Linked DNA regions of Xenopus laevis: region 1 is linked to region 2. Evidence: chromatin contacts called from public Hi-C data. All regions are on one chromosome and are shown on one strand. The core of a region is the stretch at or near the end of the contact, and the rest is flanking DNA. Distances in the headings are between cores, read along the strand shown.

The links. A called contact is a pair of places that touch in the nucleus more often than the background predicts.
Region 1: a Hi-C map of the XTC cell line shows a contact between it and region 2, with 2.3 times the contacts expected there. The contact joins the enhancer-like site here to the promoter of pim1.L in region 2. A contact is called at or near these places in 2 of 4 Hi-C or Micro-C datasets (the XL177 cell line and the XTC cell line).

The regions. Positions count from the first base shown.
Region 1 is chr4L:137,604,750-137,608,863 of Xenopus_laevis_v10.1, reverse strand. No RefSeq gene overlaps it. Among protein-coding and RNA genes, the nearest start is that of pim1.L, 130 kb to the right of the region's middle. Within about 2 kb of position 2,028, at least 2 of the 7 cell types and tissues checked have an H3K27ac peak or open chromatin away from gene starts, as enhancers often do.
Region 2 is chr4L:137,470,295-137,473,872 of Xenopus_laevis_v10.1, reverse strand. pim1.L (Pim-1 proto-oncogene, serine/threonine kinase L homeolog) reads left to right here and starts at 1,792. Exons shown (of 6, transcript NM_001095150.1): 1 at 1,792-2,009; 2 at 3,160-3,260; 3 at 3,548-3,578. The coding sequence starts at 1,868.

The DNA.
Region 1 (4,114 bases), core at 779-3,278, 130 kb before region 2:
CAAAAGTGCTATAAAGCAGCTTTATCTAGTATAGGTAAATCTAAAACAACTGGACTTGCTGAGTAATCAATGAAGACGTTTCACTACTCATCCGAACAGCTTCTGTACTGAAGAAGCTGCTGGGATGAGTAGTGAAACGTCTTCATTGATTACTCAGCAAGTCCAGTTGTTTTAGATTGACCTATACTAGATATACTATGACCTGGATGAATGAAAATCTTCATAGTCATATAAAGCAGCTAAATGTTGCAAAAGTCCTAACTTACTTTTTTTTGGATAACTGGTTTTCTCCAGACATTTCATAACATGTGGAACATTCATTTTACAGTGGGCTCATGTGTAGGGCATTATATTAACTCTCTTGTCTTTATTAAGGTTCCCTGGAGATTTGTAATAAAAAGTGGTAACTTCAAGCATTTGCACCAATATTTATAATAAAGACGTCCATACAACTTTAAATTACCCGTCCTATGCAAATTGACCAAAGTGTAAGATCACTAGCGAAATGACTATGAAGATTTTCATTCATCCAGGTCATGGTATATCTAGTATAGGTCAATCTAAAAACAACTGGACTTGCTGAGTAATTATTGAAGACTTTTCACTACTCATCCGAGCAGCTTCTTCAGTTCAACTGACTGGTGTGGGAAATTCTCGGCATATAAACTCTTCCACTAATCCAATCACAATGGCACATTGTAACTCTTCAAAGAGGTGACATCTGAAGAAATTCACAGAGGTGTTGATTCTGTGTAGTTGTGATAGGATTATCCAATGTGTCATGCAACTCCTAGAAAGAGGTGTTACTTGTGAGAGTTGCATGAATGGATGTGTGAAGTGTTCTGAAACCGCTGGGTTACAGATGTTAGAACAGCATTGTATGTAGCAGACAGGTGGTGTTGAAGGCCCACCTGAGTTTCTCAGACACTCCAGCTACATATGGGATGACTATGTTTCGCCTGCTATGTGTCTCCGGGCGGTTATTTCTATTGGTGTTCCTGTTGGGCTTGGTTGCTGCTGTTTTGACAAAGGCCCAGTCTGGGTAGCCACACGCTTTCAAAGCTCCTTGCTCTTTGTCTTTGGACTCTGTATCAGTTGCCACACATTCCGCCATGTGGAGTTCTAATGACAACCAGTTTGTGTTCCAGTGGATGGTGGGAATCAAACAACAGATATTGATCCGTATGAGTGGGTTTCATGTGTACTTCCATCTTCAAGTTACCCCCCTCTTGGATACATATCAAACAGTCCAAAAAGGCAAGTTTGTTCTTGTGGACATTTTCCCTTGTGAACTTGATGTTATTGTCCACTGAGTTAATGTGTTCTGTAAAGGCCACCACTTCATTGGATCTTATCTTAAGTGTCATCCACATACCTGAACCAGTGACTCTGTGTAGTTCCCTGGAAAGTAAGTAAGGCCCTCCTTTCCACTTCCTCCATGTACAGGTTTGCTACAATGGGAGAGACTGGAGAACCCATTGCACAGCCATGTTTCTGTCTATAAAAAAGGTTCTTGTACTTGAAGTATGTGGTGTTAAGGCACAAATCTAGCAACAAACATACTTGGTTCGTTCTGCTGCTGATGGTGTTATCTTGTTGCAGTCGATTTCTTACAGTCTAGCGAATTTTCACTAGGCACAAACAAACGCTAGTGCATCTTCGCTATGAAATGCTCGCACTGTCGAAGTAACGCTAACGAAAAGTCACGAGCGTTCACATATTAGTGAATTAGCGTAGTGGTAGCGCCTGGAGAAGTGGTGCGATGTGTGCGAATTGGTCAATGGCGACGATTCGTCCTTTAGTGAATCTGCCCCTTAGTAGTTTGACCCCCTCAGGATGGGAGCCATGGTAGTAGCAGTCTCACCTGAACTGAAATACCTACAGGCAAACATACAAACTCAATAGATAGTACTGCAGAGACTTGTATATTGGTCGTGCCCATTACACCACCTGGCCTCACCCTCATTACAACACCTGGTTTCACCCATATTACACCCCCTGACCACACCTCCAGTGGCACCCTGCTCTGAATGCAACTGTCAGTTTTTGGTCAGTTTTCTACAATGGTGCATATTGGGGTGCATATTACTGATGGGGCGTAACTGTAGGTGACTGGGCAAAGGGGCAAGAGAAAGCATTGTGCTGCAGGACCCTGACAGAAATATCATTAATCATGGTTCTATAGAAGTGTCCCAATAAGGAGATTGGATTTCCTCTTGTTTCGTTTTCCAAGAAATGGGAGAACTGGTTCCACAACGATGTCTGGCAGATGTTCAGCAGTAAAACAGGAACTGCCGGTGTTTCTACTCGACACAAAAAAAAAACAAGTCTAACGAATATCAGGCGAAACTAGTAGTAAAATGAAAAAGGCGCGTCCGGCCCCTCCTTGCAGCCGCAATTCATGGTTGTAAACTTAATACTACACAGAGGAGAGACTGTTTGCTTTGCCTGAGAATAGTACCCAGACAATAACATGCAGGATGGTATCACATATGTGGCTCTGCATATATGTAGCTATTTGGAGAGAGAAACTGGGAGTGTCAGGCCTAAAGCGCGGGTAACTTGGCATCTTCCAGATATTGCAGAACACAAGCCACTTTCAGCTGCTGGTAGGTTGGTGAGAGCTGTAGTCCAACAACAGAATTAGACAAATGCACCAGCCCTGGAACACACACTCTGCTCTAGGGATGGCTAGAGGCTGGACACAAATATGTTCTGGTTTATTTTGAAAAACATCCAAAACAAAGGCCTCATTTACAAAATGCAGGGTGCATAATGCAAAATAGGGGTGCTAACTGCCATATTTATTGCACCCTGCCCCAAACTTTGTATCAAGGCCACAGGTCTTTGGCCAACAGTGCTGTATTCTGGACCACAAATGTCAGCAGCGTTGTATTCATACAGGTGCAGTGCTGAAAAGGGGGAGCTGGGGGAGGCACCAAGGCAACCACCATTGCATCTCCTAGCCACCCCCTAATATGAGTATTATTCAGATACACGGAGCACCAGTGGGAACAAGGTGCTAAATGGAGATAAGTAAAGGACTACCTGGCACCCAATGGCACTTCTTCACTTCTTAACTTCTTCATATTTTTAATTTGTGTAAGGTGCAGAGTGCAGCAAGGTCCTGGCGCAAGTCCTTAGTGGGTGAATGAGCACTGATGGGTGCAGTTTTGCACCCTCAATGTTGTAGGTCAGTGGCATAACTAGATATTACTGGGCCCCACAGCAGAGTATTTTTGAGTCCCCTAGTTTGACCAGTTTTACCAATATCTATTTAAATTAGGGATGCACTGAATCCAGGATTCGGTTCAGGATTCAGCCTTTTTCATCAGGATTCGGATTCGGGCAAATCCTTCTGCCCAGCCGAACCAAATACGAATCCAAATTTGCATATGCAAATTAGGATTCGGTTCGGTATTCAGCCGAACCGAAAGATTTGGATGTTCGGCTGAATCCAAAATAGTGGATCCCTGATTTAAATTTTATATGGATTAGGTCTTCATGGGGCCCCCTACACCTCCTTGGCCCCCCTGCAGCCGCAGGGTCTGCTTCCTCTATAGTTACGTCCCTGTAAATCTAGGTGTAAAAGTATTGGCTCACTAAATACCTCCAGCACACCACGCTACTGTGATGCCATGCATCAGATTAGTGATCAACTGCACATATGCACTCTCCTACATTATGTTATGCCCCCAGAATTCTGGGCAAATCACCTGCAAAACAATAGGGGTCATTTATAAATTCCCCAGCCAATACTCTGTGCACCCTGAGCCGCAGGCCTCTGCTGCTCACTAACTAGTGTGTCATTTAGGGATACCTACAGTATGAACCCCTTCCTGTCTTATATGAATATAGTGCAGAGACAGAGCAACGTACAAATTACTTTTTTTTTGCCCGTTTTTTGTACATTGCCTCCAAAGCAGTAAATGACCCCTGCTATAATGTCAGTAATGCCAGGAATAAAATGGAAGCATTATTCTGAAATGAAGCTTGGAGATGTGGATCGATACAGAATCTGCACAGCAGCAATTGGAGTTACTTAACAGCAGATTCTTGCCTCCGTGCCAGTTCCAAAGAAAAGTATAATCTATCAAGTAGTAACAACACTTAC
Region 2 (3,578 bases), core at 543-3,042:
GCAAGCTGCAGATTCCATTGCTAATGAATAAATAAAAAAAAAGAGCGAAAATAATTAGGGTTTGCTTAAATAGATTGTATTCTACAGGACAGAGTTGGGCAGCGAGGAGTTAAAGCAGTCCCTGGGGCTGTATAAGCAGAGGATCTGAGAATGGGGCTCCTGTCAGCAAATTTACACTGAGTGTCAGTAACAAATGCGAGTGTGCCAACAGTTTTTTTTTTTTTTTTTTTTGTTTCTAACACACTAAATCAGTAACCCGTAGCCCCCTGTCATGGGCACGCCATTAATCTCTGCTGAGGGGCTTTGAAATAATACACCCAGGAGGGTTTGATTGATCTGGTTTAATTGCAAACCTTTAACCCTTAGTTTCTCGTAAATTGGAACACCCAGTATATATAGAAGGGGTCAGATATTGCTGAACTGCAATTCCCAACATCCTCGCTGGTTAATATTTCTTGAAATATACAGCACAGCCAGGGATGATTGAGATTCTATAATAAAGGGAGGTCCAACCTGAAGAACTCAACTCCCAGCATGGTTGATGGTGCAACGAAATCTGGAGGGAAGAAGGTTGAATGCCCCTGATGTAAATACCAACTAAGGGTGTCTGTTACACTCTATAACAGGGGTCCCCAATCTTTTTTTTACCCATGAGCCATATTCAAATGTAAAAAGAGTTGGGGAGCAACACAAGCATTAAAAAAAGTCCCTGGAGGTGCCAAATAAGGGCTGTGATTGGCCATTCGGTAAACCCTATGTGGACTGGCAGCCTATAGCAGACCCCCTCTCCCGGCCCTATAAAAAAAAAAAAAAAGCAATTTGTGTGCTGCGCAGTTCACACATGTAGGGGGTCCCTGGACAGGAGTCACAATGGGCCCCGGGTCCCCCCAGATTCCCTGGGATGTGGACAAACTAGGGCAGAGCCCCTCTATATTGGGAGTATAGCAGCATTTATAGAATGAGATGAGAGGCATATCTCCATTTTATAGTACTAATAATTTAAATTAATTTATAATGTCATTTAAAGGCTTATTTATAGCAGTATTTAATTACCTGCATCGGTAGATATATATATATTGGTAAAAATAAATCAGCGCTGCAAAATGTATATCAATATATAATGATAATAAAAAATCAAAAGTATATGATCTATTTCTGCAGAATGCCTCCCCCCCTTGTGTGATGGTTTGAGCCCCATGCCATGCAGATTTGGCGCCTTAACTAGAATTTACCCCCCTGCTTCCCCCCTGACTTTAGGAATGTGCTAAATGGGAGGAGGGTGTTTAAAGCCCCTGTTTGTTTAGACGTTTGTACAATTAGTAAACTCCCAGCCCTATAAAGGTCAATCACAGACCAGGGGAAAGAGCGTCAGGGAGCCGCTTACTTGCACTCTCTCAATGGGCAACGAGCCCAGCACGGCGCAAAGAAAACAAAATCGAGTCAGGCATTGTATGACGAGCGCTGCTGCTTGGAACAATTAGAAAAGGCGGGTACTGAATTTAAAAAAAAAAACCCCACAATAGATTTGTATTGTTAGTCATAGCGCTCCCCCCTTCCCTTGCGCCTTTCCATTTAAATACTTTTGTCCGTGCCGCGTTCTGATTGGCTGCAGAGGGCCCTGCCTCCTCCAAGGCGCGGGAATAGAATATAAGGGAGGCGTTTTCTATTGGCCTGCCTCATCATACGAGGCTGCGCGCTGATTGGTTCATCTGAAGCACACAGTGGTGGGGGGGAGGGAAAGATGCATTTTCTAATGGTCCTGCCCACACGTGGAGCTCGTTGTTGTACCGGCCGGCGAGTCACGTTGTGATTGTGGGAGATCGCTCGCACGCGGGGGTTTCTTAGCGGATTTATTTTCTTATTCGCCATGCTGCTTGCTGCCCAGGGCCGATTCACGGAGCCACACATGGCGCTTCAGTGTTATTACCGGCAGGGTCATTCTCCTACCGGCGCTGCGACCCCATCGTCCGTCTTTTCCGCGGCTGCAGATCAGGGGTCTGTGTGTGAAGGTAATTAGCGGACTTTTACACGTGCAGCTATAGGAGGAGGGCTGGACTTGTATTCAATATCTATTCTTATTAAATGACTATTCAGGGAATAAAACTGCATGAGAAAAACCTGCTCGCTTCCAATAGAAACCTGTTTAACCAATTAGGGTGTTGAATCAGCATCTGTCTGGCTGTTTATATTGTCAGCACTGCTGCTTCCGACTCCTGACACAATGTAGCAGAAGCTGAATCACAGACCTTCTACTTTCTTGTTTTTAAAACATGGAGATCCCATATAATCACTAGTATGTAGGTGTTTATATTATATGGTGGGTGCATTTTCCACCTGCTGCTTATTACTAAGGCATTGTGTTGTAGTCCAACTGCAAGGACCACACATTTGTTTTCTGTGGATTCCCTGTGCAGTGAGATCCTTTATATGGAGGTGATCCTAAGGAGAACTGACGCTTGTTGTAGCTGCTGCAGGGAGGATGCAGCCATTGATTTACACAGGCAGGGTGCAGCGCTTTGCAGATGAGCAGCAGGCTGCAGCATTGATTGTCGGAGCTGATGGGGTGGTCTCCTCCTGAGGGAGGGGTTTCCCTGGGATGCCCGCATAGCTGTGTTAGGGAGGGCTTCCCGCCTGCTTGGAAATAAGGACTTTCCTTATTTTGCTGGAAATCTCTTGCCACCGGGCTTGTATTTTACCTAATGAATAAAAAGGCAACAGGTACAGGATGGCTACTATGGCTTTTTTTTTTTTTTCCCCAGAACAGGTGACAATCCTACCCCTCCCTCCCATGCTGCATTTCAATCCCATTTCTTGCAGGGGATGAGAGTCGCAGGGGTTTTTTTTTTTTATTATTTATTCATCTTTTTTTCCCCTGCATCATGAGTCACAAATTTTCAGCTCAATTGGTAAAAGCGAGCAGGATGAGTAATACTCTTCTGAGATCACCCGGCTCGCTCTCAGAAATAACAGGATGGGGTGGTCTGCTCGGACCTCACACATTGAGTCATTGCACTGGCGCTGTAAACATGGATTTGTTTCATTTGCCACTTCGTAGTAGTCATAATCTTGCCGGTATTGTTGTCTAATCTGTACAGTGACACGTTTGCCCATGTCATGAGCAACTGACTCATCTTTTATTTTTTTTTTTTTTTATTTCAGTGAAAGAACCTTTCGAGAACTGCTACCAAGTGGGTCCTGTCATCGGTACCGGGGGATTCGGTACGGTCTACTCTGGTGTCCGGATCTCCGATAAACTACCTGTAAGTACAAAATGTCAGCTGTTTTACTTGAAGCTGGGGGGGGTCCAAATTTAGGGCCATTCAGCTACAAAGCTCAGCAGTAATGTAAAGTTCTAGTTCAGCTTGATACTATGAATATTTAGTGTAATGGTAAAGAAGATGGCTTGGTTAACATAATGCATAAATACAATCTGTAGCTCCTTTAAATAATGGTGCAGTCGACCTTAGCAATAAGACAGCATGGTGTACTTGTTATTTAGTAATGTATAGATGACGGGGAAAGTAAACGACTTTTTATTTTATTTCAGGTTGCGATCAAGCATGTGTCTAGGGATCGGA